2 separate regions of the Mus musculus genome follow, and region 2 is linked to region 1. A link is a contact called in public HiChIP or PLAC-seq data. All regions are on one chromosome and are shown on one strand. Each heading gives the region's core, a stretch centred on a gene start, on an enhancer-like site or on the middle of the called end of the contact. The rest is flanking DNA. Distances are from core to core; before and after follow the strand shown.

Region 1 (6,449 bases), core at 1,227-3,726:
GCCTTCTTGTAGTGTCTTTGGTTGATCTTGATCTTATTTTCCTCACCTCTATGTGTCTCCTTCCCCCATCTCTTATGCTTGAACTCCGGTTAGAAGAGTGACTACTCACCATTCTAGATCTCTAAAATCCAACCTGGCAGTCTCATTACACAGAGAGCTGCGGATACTCATGAACAGGTTTCTAGTTGACTGGTTGGAGAAACTGGGATCAGCTTCCCTCTTCAATTTGTGTACATTTTCCATCAGTGTTGAGCACAGATGAGCCACTGGAGCCAGGCAAGGAGGGCCTTCTTCATAGGCTAACCATCAAACCAAAGGGAGCCCTGTGTATGCCAATCAGAGACCCTGGGTTCAGGGCAAACTAATGGGTATATTCAGAAGATCTGATGCTTGAGACCTTCTGCTTGAGTTTATAAGACCAATGGCTCAACAGACATGGCAAGCATTCACACACTCATATGTGATGCTTATGTATTCTACTTTGGTGGTCAAGCCCTGAAAATCAAGTTGACTTTTCTTATGTATTAAAAGTATGACTAGCTAGTAGTCAGTGTTTGCACTCCTGTCTCCTGTGAAACCAGGAAGATTAGAAGATGGCTATAGATAGAATATGCCTCCTCCTAATGCCCTAGCCGAGTTCAAGTGGGGAATCAAATGCATGAGGACTTGGTAGCTGTTTTGCAAGAAGCTTGCCAGGGATCAGACTAAAGATTTTGCTTTTGTGAGAACAAAGTGAAGTTGTTCATTGAAGAGCAGTTCGGGGCCTATATATAGGGGCCCAGGGCCTGCTGGGATGGGGTTTACACTCGGGCTGTCCTTTTGCCCTTCCACTGAACTCTCTTCATTTCAGTCGTGAGCAAACAGTCAGGGCCTGAACTAACAACCCTGCAGTCCTCCGAAGCACAGCTCGCTTACAGTACCGAACAAAGGGAGGGAGGGCCGCGTGGGCCGGCCCGGCCCAAGGAATGCAGCTTCAGGGTTCTGCTCCATAAATTTAACCAGCACGACGAAAAGGAGATAATATGAGCCTTCGTGATGATCTGAAAGGGGGAGGCTCTGTGTCCCATTGATTGCGGTCTGGCCCGTTGCCAGGCCCAAGCCTGACCGACAGTTGAACCATATCGTTAAGGCGTGTAATACAGCTCGAGTCTTGTACTGCCGCCAATGAGTACATATCCACAGGGCAAAAGTTTATAAAGAGTTGAGGCTGTCCTGCTTAACCCTCTCACACGGCATGTAATAGACCCAGCTGCCATTCAGAACCTGCCCATCCAAGGTCACACAGGGAAGCTTGCATGCTTCCTTTCTTCAAACAGTATTTCAGGTCTGGGGAGAGGGAAGGAAAGCCACGTTGAGGGGGTCACAGTGCTGGAATGTTCCCCTTCAGAACAGCTAGGCAGTCTGCCTCCATCCCTCCCCCGTCCCCCAGCCCAGAAATGGGACACCACGGTGCTTTCTTCAGAGCGGCTCTCTGTTTGCAGTATAATGTTGCTGAAGGAAACGGGGCTGACACAACAGGAAACCTAGCCGTCTCCTAGGAGGCTGTGTTGGTGGCAGAGTGGTTGATGCCTGGATGCTGTATCTTTGCATAGCATTGTGGAGGCTCTAGATGGGCCTTGCTCTCTGGCTCTCATGGGGCCAAGCCCCATGCTGATCAGAGCAGGTGCAAGGCTGCCTTATGGAAAGGCCTGGTGTTCCAGGTGGCCTCAAAGGAGCTCTAGTCCCTCACTAAGGAGGGCATGGGCAAGTAGATATCTCAGCAAGGGCAGGCAGCCTGAGTTCTCAGAAGGAACCGTGACATGAGCAGATGTGCAGACAGACATGGGTTTAATTAATATAGCTACCTGCATTCAGAGGGCCTAGGAGGGAAAGTGGATTGGGGTAGTTTCATCTTGTTTGTCAGCCCATCCCTCCTCATTGGGGTCCTTGGCCATGCTTTGTGTCTGTCATTTCCAGAGCAGAGGGACCCTGGCTCATGTCCAGAGACCAGGTCACCATACTTTGTACCCAGGAACTGTGGCACTCCCTTCTATACCCAGAATCTGCCTTTCCAGAAAGCAGCAGTGCCACTCCCTGGCTATATCCTTAATTCTGATCTACTTTCCAGAAGTCCCTCTTTATCTGCTCATCACCTGGGAGCAAGAACCAGCTGCTACACAGCTGGCACAGGAAGTCTCTGTGTAGGTAGGGTGCCTGCTGCATCAGATGTGCTCAGCATGCTGTGGCCCCCTTGGCAGGCCAGAGGGGATTTCTGTTTATTTTGGTGCTGTGGGCCTGAGTAAAAGACTCTAGAGGTAAGGGAAGAGATACGGTGCCCAGCCAACCTAAGACCTCTCTCTGGGTCCTTTGTTAGTCATGTTTCCACTGTCAAGGTGCTCTGAAGGCCCCAAGAGACTCTGATGGTGACTCCAGCATGGAGGGAGTTGTCATCTGGACTCCATTACACGATTGCTAAACCCAAACTGCATGTGTCTCTTCACCCTCCATATGAGGCCAAATTGTATGAAGAAATTTTGCTGCTCTTTGGATTTCTTTGGTTCTGTTTAATAATTAATCATTGAATATGCCAGATGTTAACTAGCATTCATAGAGATTCTTATCTGCAAAAATCTACATCCAGAACACCAGGAAGTCCTCAATGATTTTTGTACCACATAGAAGGAAGTTTGGTCCCACTCCCTGGTCTGAGCAATCCTTTGGAAAGGGAGCCTCGAAGAACTACAACCAAAGAGTCACTTCTGGCCTCTCCCATGACTCACCGTTTGTCAGCATCAGAGCTGCTCTGGGCTTGCTTATGCCCCTCCCTCCCCAAGGAACTTGATCATTAGTTAGCCAGAGTTTGCCCTCACTGTCTGCTGTCTGTGCCTGGGTCCAGAAGAAAAAAGAAACCCTCAGTTTTAGGGAGAGAGGACAGAGCTTTTGTGTCCCTTCTTGGTATCAGAGGAGGTTTGGCTATACCTGCCTCTCTCTGAGCTACAGGAAAGCTTGAGCAGGAGGGCATTGTCTATTGCTTCCTTTTTGTCTTGCTCACAAGCCTGTGTACCCATGCACAGGGAAACAATTAGAAAGCCACATGCTGGGTGTGAGCAGTGGTTGGCACCAGGTCTGGGAGATTTCGCTTATTGCCCCATCTGTCTGGCAGTATCTAGCATCTTACCCCCATCTCTCTGGCTCATGGCATGTCTCTAACACAATTTGTATGTGTCCTTTTTTTCCAGGCCTATACAGACAGCCCCCACCCCTTCCTCAGGCCAACAATACAAATGAATTCATTCTTACTGGCTCTTGTCTCCTAAGAGGATAGGTGCTAGGAAGTCAACTCTGACCCAGGGTACATCTGATCTGAATGAAATCTCAAAATACACCTGAGAGGACCTGAGCCCTTATCTTTCATTTTGATCTCTTTCCACCTGGACTATTAATTCTGTTTTCAAAGGAGGTCGGGGAGTGAAGAGCATTTCAAAGTGAGGTTGATTCGGTTTCTGAACCAGCTTGTCTTCTGGCTTGTGTTTGGCCCTGATGAGAATCAGAAGGGACAGCCATAAGCCCCTTCAGTCTTGTGTATCTGCAGCTGGAGAGCCTCAAAACCAGTTCCAGATGTCACTATTCCCTTTGCTGGTGCGTTGGGACTGGGGCATGCTGGGAGACTAGCTGCATGTGCTCTTTCCCATTCTTAACGTGTAGATTCACAATGCATGCCTTACCTGGAGGACCCTTTAACAACTGTACCATGCATACCCAGGTCCCTGTTGGGCCTGCTAACACCTCCAGCTCTTCTGTCAGAGCATATTATTCTGAGCCTGCTGACTCACAGAAGAAGGAACACTCTTTCCTGCTATTCAGGGTCAGAAAATGAGACAGTGTGGTAAAAATAAGCTAGTTCTTAGGCCGGGGAGAAGTCCTATAGACAACTGCAGTTTGGCAAAGTCACATACATGGCCCTCCTTGCTGTATCCATGGGAACACTGGGCCTGGCCAGGCTGTGGGAGGAGACAGAGGTAGTGGTTGCTCCCCTCTGATTGACCCTTTTGCAAGAAAAAAAAGCCATTCAGCAGCTCCTTCCTTACCTAGCCCATTTGCTATACAGTCATTACAATGGAAACCTAGACTCACCTGTGGCTCCATTGTGAATATACTTTACACGTTCTTTGAACTGAACTGTTTCTTGAATCATCATGGTTTCTTAAAGCATAGTTTTAGTGTTTAAGTAAAATAGCATGCTGTATGTGTACATTGAGGTTTAGAGCATTGTTTGGTTGTTAGCTCTTTAATTGCTACAGCAAGCCATTGAAATAGGTGCTGTTATTTTCTCCCCTCCTCCTTGTCTCAAGAGAGTGAGCAGAACGCAGTGTAATAGGTCATTAATAATCACCAAAAAGTTACCAGTACCATGCCACTAGACACCTCCCTACATGTCTATATGTATTTGTATGCATGCACATACAAATGTGTGCATGTATGTGAGTGTTACACGAATACATGCATGCGTGCACTTTGTGTGTGTGTGTGTTTTGTTAGAAGTCCAAGCATTCTAGCTGTCCTACCAAGCTGCACGTGCGGCTCTAAGTACAAACATCAACATCTCACCTAAAAGCACCTTTCCATTCCAAAAGCAAGTTGTCTTGAACATTAATATAATATGTGACAGATATGCCATACTATACTTGTTTCACCCATCCCAGACACTTGCAGCTTCTCATAGCTGAGAAACACTGTCCTCAGGGTCAGTTTCTAAAAGCTTGATTGTTAGATTGAAGTGTTGCATGTTTTCTGTAGTGACACAGTACAGATCACTTCCTAGGAAGGTGAGGCAGTTTGTGCTTGACCTCCAGGGCTGAAGTGGAGCCTTTTCTCCAGCCCTCTGTCTGCTCCTTCATTCAGAGGAGTCACAGCTTTTGTGGGGTAGCTGCTGTGCTAGACACCATAGTAAGAAGGAGGCTTCATCTTTTTTTTTCTTTTTTTTAAGTAGATATTTTCTTCATTTACATTTCAAATGCTATCCCCAAAGCCACCTATACCCTCCCGCTGCCCTGCTCCCCAACCCACCCACTCCTGCTTCCTGAGGTTGTATCTTTAAACCCTGCCAGTCAGAGGAAATGTCTCAGCTGCTGCTGCTGCTGCTGCTCACACTTCTCTGCAAGTCAGCAGTGTGGAGTCATTTCCTATATTTCTGTGGTCTATTACCACTTCTCCACTTGTGAATTGCTTTTTATATTTTTTTGTCCTAATCTTTGTAAAGCCCCTGGAGAGGCTCAGCTGGTAGAATGCTTACCAGGTCTATGCAAAGCCCCAGGACTGAGCTCCAACACTGCCAGGCATGCTACTCACCTGTGACCCAGCACTCAGGAGATAGAGGCAGGAGAATCAGAAACTGAAAGTCATCTTCTATAACATAGCAAATTTGAGGCGAACCTGGTCTACATCAAACCTTGCTTCAAAGAAAAGGGGAGAAAGGGGATATTTGAGAGATGTGTAAAGGAACTGTTAGAATTAGATAGTATTTTTTCCCTAAATTTTATTTGCACAGAAAAACTGATTCTCATGGCTTATCCAGGGTTCTTCAGTTAGAAAGAAATAGCAGGCCAGGCAGTGGTGGCACACGCCTTTAATCCCAGCACTAGGGAGGCAGAAGCAGGTGAATTTCTGAGTTCGAGGCCAGCCTGGTCTACAAAGTAAGTTCCAGGACAGCCAGGGCTATTTAGAGAAATCCTATCTCAAAAACAAACAAACAAAACAAATGGCAGGCTACATGGAGGTAGGTGGACTACACTGCTACCTGGTTCCATGGTGAGATAGTATTTTTTCTTTAAGAAAATAAAATAAAATAAAATAAAATAAAATGCCCTGAAGTCATGTATGCCTTCCTGTTGAGGAGCTTGCTGTATTTTTCTCTAGCCTCCACAACATTAGCCACACAGCCAGCTAGTCCCTCATCCACGTAGTGCATGTCTTCCTTCCAGATGCTGGAAGATATGGCTTAGTCACTTCTAGGTCCTGTCCATGTGCCTTGGAGTCTGTGTCATGACTGTGAGAGTTTATTGTCACTCTGCCTATAGCAATAGGTGTTGCCAAAACTCAAAAAGTGAGGGCTGGCAGATGTTTTGGTTGTGTGTGATATGACCTGTTGACTGTATCTTTTAATCGTGTTATTTGTTGCTGTCCATTCTTAAGTATCTATATACAACCTGTTTCTTCTAGTCTTATAGTACAGCAAGCCATTGCTTGATGCCAGGCCTTCCCAAAAAGCTGTAGCATGCTTTTCTAGGGCTCCATGGTGCATAGCACTTCCACTTAGCTGCTGCACTCACTCATCTGATACAAGATCTAGGTATGTATAGTCATCAAAAGTGTAGACTGTGGGATTCTGTGTGGCAGACTTTTCTGGGAGAAACACAACATACACCTCCCTACATGTGTGTGCACACATGTACATATAACAATTACACACA
Region 2 (6,449 bases), core at 2,221-4,720, 280 kb before region 1:
TCTCTTCCTCTTCCTCTTCCTCTTCCTCTTCCTCTTCTCTTTCCTTTCCCTTCTCCCTCCCTCCCTCCCTTCCTTCTTTTCTTCCTTCCTTCATTCCTTCCTTCCTTCCTTCCTTCCTTCCTCCCTCCCTTCCTCCCTCCCTCCCTCCCTCCCTCCCTCCCTCCCTCCCTCCCTCCCTTCCTTCCTTCCTTCTTTTTTGGTTTTTTTGAGACAGGATTTTTCCATGTAGTCCTGGCTGTCCTAAAATTCACTCTGTAGACCAGACCACCCTCAAACACACAGACCCACCTGCCTCTGTCTCCTTAGTGCTGGAACTAGAAGTGCCGTCATACCTGGTCAGAATGGGTTTTTTTGATGTGTCCCAATAACATTTTTGGCTTGGATCCCATGCTTCCATTGGTCACCAGATCTGTGGTTCTCCTCTCATCTTGGTCAGTTCCCAATTATTCCTTGGGTATCAAAGCCTTCACACTAGGGAGAGTCATGAGCTGATCTGGCCTGTAGTCCTGATCTTGGGTCTTGACCTCTAGTACAAACTACAAGAATGGACTTGGGCCATCAGTCTTTGATGCTGAGATCTTTGGGGAGCTTCCTGCCACACTTCCATCTGTCATTTTCCTGGCACTGTGTATTTGGAGCACTCTTGCAAACCCATCAGCCAAGCCACACCTTGATAATGCCTTGGTAATGACTGGTAAAGGAGGGTTTAGAGATTTGTCAATAACCTGCTCTGCTTTTAATCAAGGTTTGTTTTCTTGTTAGTGTATGTATATCTGTGTGCATTCATAGGTTTCTTTCATTATTTTAATGTTGCCATCATTGTAGCAAATTCTTAACCACTGTCCCAGAGCTGGGTAGCAGGAATCCCTCCAGACATGTCCTTTTGTGTTGCGGGTACCATTTTGGTTTTGTTTTTCATTTTTTGAGACAGGGTCTCATGTAGCCCAGATGTCCTCAAATATGTCCTGTAGCTGAGACTAGCCTTGAACTTCTTGTTGTATATGTGTGTCAGGGGGAGGATTGTTGTTGTTTTGTTTTGTAGGGTTTTTATGTTTGTTTGTTTGTTGTTTGTTTTTTGAGAGATGTTCTCACTATGTAACCCTGGCCAGCACGAATACACAGAGATCCACCTGCCTTTGCTTCTCGTGCACTTGGTACTCCAACATGCTATTTTGAGGTGCTGGGGATTGTCCTTTTTTTTCGGGAGCCCTTCCAGGTCATCTCTCCACCTAGGGAGTCTATTTACTGAGTCTACTGGTCCCAATTGCAAACTTCTACGTCAGAGCTGTCCTGCCTCCCACAGCTCTGCCATGGGACTGAGAGTTCAGAGTAGGAACAGAGCTTTAAATCTCTGGCACTCATGAATCTCCAAGCGTGGCCTTTGGAGCGGATCAGTGATCAGCCAGCTGAGCCCGGGGCCACTGCTGTACAGTCTGTCCTGGACTTGGGCCCTGGGGTTCGGAATAGATTTACAAGTAGATTGTGATTATTCCAAAAAGCAAGGAAACCAACAAATGAGGACAAGCAGGCTAACGCAATCGTTATTTTTTAAGGGAAGAGCCTTGGGCAATCTGAACTCTGCCCTTGGCAAGTTCTACTTTGGGTCTTTCTCAGAGAATTCACAGGCTGTAACAGGGCAGGCTGTTGGCAGAGGATGAGGCCCTCTAGATTCTGCCCTCTATTTTTTTTAATGTAACTCTTTTTTTTTTTTTTTTTTTTTTGGCTTTTCGAGACAGGGTTTGTCTGTGTAGCCCTCGATGTCCTGGAACTTGATTTTTAGACCAAACTGACCTTGAACTCAAAGATTAGCCTGCCTATGCCTCCCTCTGTAGTGCTGGGATCAAAGGTGTCAAAGGTCGCCACTGCCCAGCTTTAGATTCTGCTTTTTTTTTTTTCACCTTGATGTAAATACATGCTTGTTTCTGAAAGTTAGAATCTATACATTTTTTTCTCCTGTCATAGAAAATCTAAACTGTGTTAGCAAACCTGGGGCCTCTTACAGGGGGTCCTCAGCCCCTTGGTAATCATTTAGCTTGGAAAAATCCTAATGAGGCTTCACTTTTTAGAAGAATTTTAGGATAAGAGGAATCCGTTCCTTCCATCTCTGACACTGTGCGGTCAGTCCCATCACAAAGCTGCAAGAGGCAGGAGAGCCCCCAACACAGAAATCTGCTTTTGGAGACCTAACAGACTTAATCAATGGGTTCCCTAGGTGGAGAGACGGCCTGGAAAGGCTCCAGAAAAGAGGACAATCATCAGAACCTCAAAATGTGTAGTGGGACACACCCGGAGTTCCAGCTCTTGGGAGACAGAGGCAGCTGGTTTGTGCCTTTAATCCCCGCAGAGGCAAGTGGATCTCTGTGTGTTCACAGCAGCCAGGGCTACATAGTGAGAACCTGTTTCAAACTCAGATGTGATGGTGCCATTTGTAATATCAGCACTTGGGAGTAAGGGAGAGAGAGATCGGGAGTTCAAGATCATCCTTGGACAAGTTCGAGGCCAGTGTTTTACGCCTCTCCTCAAACTGAGAAAATAATGGAGTCCCAATGTGGCCATGCCCAAATGATTTTATTATTGACTTCTTCTAATGGGGTTACATATTAGCACATTTAAAGAAATAAACAGTAATTATCATTTTAATTTTTAACTATTTAAAGTGTATATGAGCATTTGCTTGCATGTATGTAACACCACAAGCATGGTGCCCACTGAGGCCAGAAGAGGGCACTGGATCCATTGAAATTGGAGTTACAGAGGTTGTGAGCGGATGCTGGGAACCGAATCTAGATCCTCCTGAAGAGCAGCCAGTGCTCTTAATGTCTCAGCCACCTCTCCAGCCTCAAAATATTGTGATTAAACAACAAAAGACACACTTATTATTTCTTTACTTGGTTTCTTTTTAAGGTGCCAGGGACCCTTCTTATATTCAGTCAGACATCTCCTTATGCTCCCCTGTGAAAGCTTCTTAGACTTTTGACCTAAGTGGCCTTTGACAGCACTGGTCAGACATTTTGCAGGATTTTGCCTGTTGGGATTTATCTAAAATTCTTTTGCACAATGAGAACAGGGTTCTGGATTTGGGGACAGAAAACCTTAGCGCACAGAGCCCTGTCATCACACCCTGTTCTCCAGGTGGCTAATCACAGGAACCCTACTGTGTGTGTGTTGGGTGTTGGGGGGAGAGAACACATGGATGAGTTCATGGTGTGAATAGAGTCCTGGCCTTCACATATGAGAGACAATTGCTCTACCACTAATGCCTCCCTGACTCTCACCTCCTGCCCCATCTGCTATTTTGAGATCTCTATCTTCATAAACCCTCTCCAGAGTTAGCCAGGTTTGTCCCATTTCCCATATAAAAAGGCTGAATCTTAGAGGAAGTAGGGCTAGTTTCCCTCCAGTGAAGTATTGTGATGGATGGCTCAGCAACAGTATTGTTTGGCATTTGGCATCTTTCCAATTTTAAAGTAATTATAAACACTCCTGCGTTTGTCTTCATTTGTGTGACTTCCCAAGGGTGTGGTCCATATCGGGCAGGGAGGGGCCATGATTCAAAGGTCACAAGGGTTTTAGCCAAAAGACCCTGTAAAGAGATGGTACCTACTTACAGTGTTTCAGCTTCTAGCCTACCTGCTTTTTTCTCAAGACAGAGTTTATTCTCTTGCTTCTTTAGCACACATTTTTTTTTCTTCCCCAGGCTCCCACAATGTCTTGGCACCACATGTTAGTTGGCTGATTGCAAAACTCAAGGTTGTTTCCAAAGGATAAAGATTTAGTTTTACTGATAAAACTTTTAAAATGACCACTTAAACCCTGTCTCACAAGACAAAAATCCAACAAATAAAATGAGCAAATCCTGGGCTGAAGAGATGTCTCAGTGCTTAGGAGTGTTGGCTGCTCTTTTAAAGGACTCTGGCGGATCCAATTCCTAGCACCCTAATGGTTGCTCACAGTTGTCTATAACTCTAGTTCCAGGGTATCTAAAACCCTCTTTTCATTTCCATGGGTACCAGACATACATATGGTGCACAAACACACAGGCAGGCAAAGCACTCGCACATGTAATATAATAAAACATGCATACATACACACACTTGTGTGTGTGTGTGTGTATGCACCCATCAAACAAAACACTCTGTGGTCTCAAGTCAGAGAGTACCTAAAGTGTCAGTGACTTGGTCTGGGTGGTTAGTAATCACCTAAAGAGAACAAGCCATGACTTCCTGAAGTAACACTTCTGCTGGGGACGGTGGTTGCCAGGTTCTGTAAGCAAGTGGTACATTTGCCAATCTGAGACTGAACACCACTCTAGCCCATTTACCTGCCAGACCTCTAAGACTTCATCCCAAGGTGCAGAGTGCTCAAATAACATTTTGGTTTGTTCATTGTTGGTTAATCTGCTGTGCATATATCAATTAGGATTCAGGGTCAAACTGCTAAGCCAGAAAGCATGTTCTAGAAGCAGCTCACCAGGCATGCTGGCCTTAACAGCATGAACCTTGATGGCATCGCAGGGACCCTAACTGACCCCTTGGGAGTCAGTAATGGATCTGTCCCCCTACAGGATTGTCCCTGATGGACCTGGGATAGATTGGGTTGGGTTGAACTTGATACTGTGTGGCTACTTCCTCCTTTCTCAGGGAGCTGGTGAGCTAAGTTTAAACGTTATAATGTATGTGGGTATCTGGTCTCTATTTAAGACAGAAGGATACCGGGGTGAATGGCAGGGCCTGAGGTGGGCAGAGAAGGGTTGTGTTCTGAGAATGATGACCCAGGCATCTCCAGAGCCCTCAGATTGGTGGTACAAAGAGAAATGAGGCAGACAGAACAGGAGTGTCCTGCAGAAGGGTTGCAGTCTAGGCTGTGGAAAGGAGGCCCCAGCACACTCCTGCCTCAGAGGCTGGCTTCAGGCATGCCAAGGACTAATCCTTAAATTGTCTACTGCCAGCCTAGGGCTTGAGCCTTGGAGAGGGCCAGGCTCAGCCCCACTGAGATCCCAGGGTGTTCCCAGGGTGCTATCTGTTAACAGATGGGAAGTGGTAGAGGGATGTCAGACTGTCTTTGGTGACATTTCTACTCTTTTTTTTTTTACAGATTCCTGTCCTACTGAAAAGCTAACCGTAAGTGCCATCTCCACCCACCTCAGCCTCTGTCCTTTTTTAAGATTTATTTATTTACTATATATAAGTACACTGTTCCCGTCTTGAGGCACGCCAGAAGAGTGCACCAGGTCTCATTACAGATGGTTATGAGCCACCATGTGGTTGCTGGGAGTTGAACTCAGGACCTCTGGAAGAACAGTCAGTGCTCTTAACTGCTGAGCCATCTCTCCGTCCTCTGTCCTTTTGTTTGACTACTTTCCTTACATGTCTGTTGATTCGGGGCTGCTAGGGCCATAGAAGGACCACAGAGCTATCCTCTTCCCTGGCACCCAAGGTTACTGGTCAAGAAGCTAGGTACCCAGGGTGTTGGCCTGGGGCCCCCTTGGTAGGGTTCAACTAGAGAGAGAGGGCTCCACCCCACAGCAACCTCCAGCTCCTGGCTCAGCCCCAGGGGATTTCCAGCAGGGATTACAGACAACAGCTTGGTTTGGGCCATTTTAAGATACCCAGTCTAGTCTGGAGGGAGGCTCTCTTCTTTCCTCTGGGACTCTTGTCTGCCAAGTGAGACCATAGACACCAGCAGCACACACTTACAAAGTTAGCTATACTTTGAGCATTGAGCATTTACCATCGGCTAGGCACTTGCACTCCCTCTTCAGCTGTCTCTTCTTTGACTGTGCAGCCATCGCTGACCTTGAAATCCAAGTGTGAGCACTGCTTCCGGCTTGCTAGACCCCCTTTCTTTGTGCTAGACATTGCCCCAGAGTCCTTCTGACTCTCAGGAATGGTTACTCTTGCCACATTTTTGGTAAAAGAGGAAGTGGCAATCCGACAAGTCAGGAGCAGTTGGTGGCTCCATTAGAATCTGCATTGTGGGAGTTCAGAGCTGGTGCTGGGCCCTGTGCCCCTAGCTGCCTCCTTGGAGATCAGGGGTAGGAGCACATGCATCGTCTCTTACAGAAGGCTTCATGTGTGCCAGGTTCAGGGCTTTGGGGAGGCTACACACAATTGCTGAGTCCTCTTTAGCCTTGTGCTGGAGACCTGCCCTGTGTCTGTTTTCCTGGGGAACATGTGATGATGGGGCTCCCCTCACCCCAGCTGAGGGAGGGGCGGAGGGAGGGAGGGAGTGCAGGCTTCAAGATGAGGCACCTGTCTGTGCCACACACTTTTTGCTTTTTTTCCCCATTGATCAAGTCGCTTATCACTTTTCTCTCTCTCTCTGGCATGCTTGCTTGCTTTCACAACAGCTTTTTTCTTTTTCCTTTTTTTTTTTTAATCAATTTACACGTTTTGTTTTGTTTTGCTTTTCATGCGTTTGGGTGACTTCTTGCATGTATGTCTGTGTAC

Evidence for each region. HiChIP or PLAC-seq counts read pairs in DNA pulled down with a chosen protein or histone mark.
Region 2: a contact with region 1 is called in a FOXA1 HiChIP or PLAC-seq map of pancreatic cancer cells. The contact joins two enhancer-like sites. A contact is called at or near these places in 1 of 484 Hi-C or Micro-C datasets (muscle stem cells), 5 of 115 datasets of contacts at active chromatin or transcription factors (the NIH/3T3 cell line, bone marrow-derived dendritic cells, embryonic stem cells and 1 more) and 2 of 9 other capture datasets (adipose tissue and embryonic stem cells).

The regions. Positions count from the first base shown.
Region 1 is chr4:144,994,733-145,001,181 of GRCm38.p6, reverse strand. All of the region lies in intron 67 of Vps13d (vacuolar protein sorting 13D), which reads left to right. Among named protein-coding and RNA genes, the nearest start is that of Gm36317, 35 kb to the right of the region's middle. Within about 2 kb of position 2,476, at least 172 of the 459 cell types and tissues checked have an H3K27ac peak or open chromatin away from gene starts, as enhancers often do. A contact at or near this core is called in pancreatic cancer cells, where this site is marked.
Region 2 is chr4:145,276,197-145,282,645 of GRCm38.p6, reverse strand. Tnfrsf8 (tumor necrosis factor receptor superfamily, member 8) reads left to right here. Exons shown (of 13, transcript NM_009401.3): 11 at 5,095-5,120. Among named protein-coding and RNA genes, the nearest start is that of Gm36233, 14 kb to the right of the region's middle. Within about 2 kb of position 3,470, at least 40 of the 459 cell types and tissues checked have an H3K27ac peak or open chromatin away from gene starts, as enhancers often do. A contact at or near this core is called in pancreatic cancer cells, where this site is marked.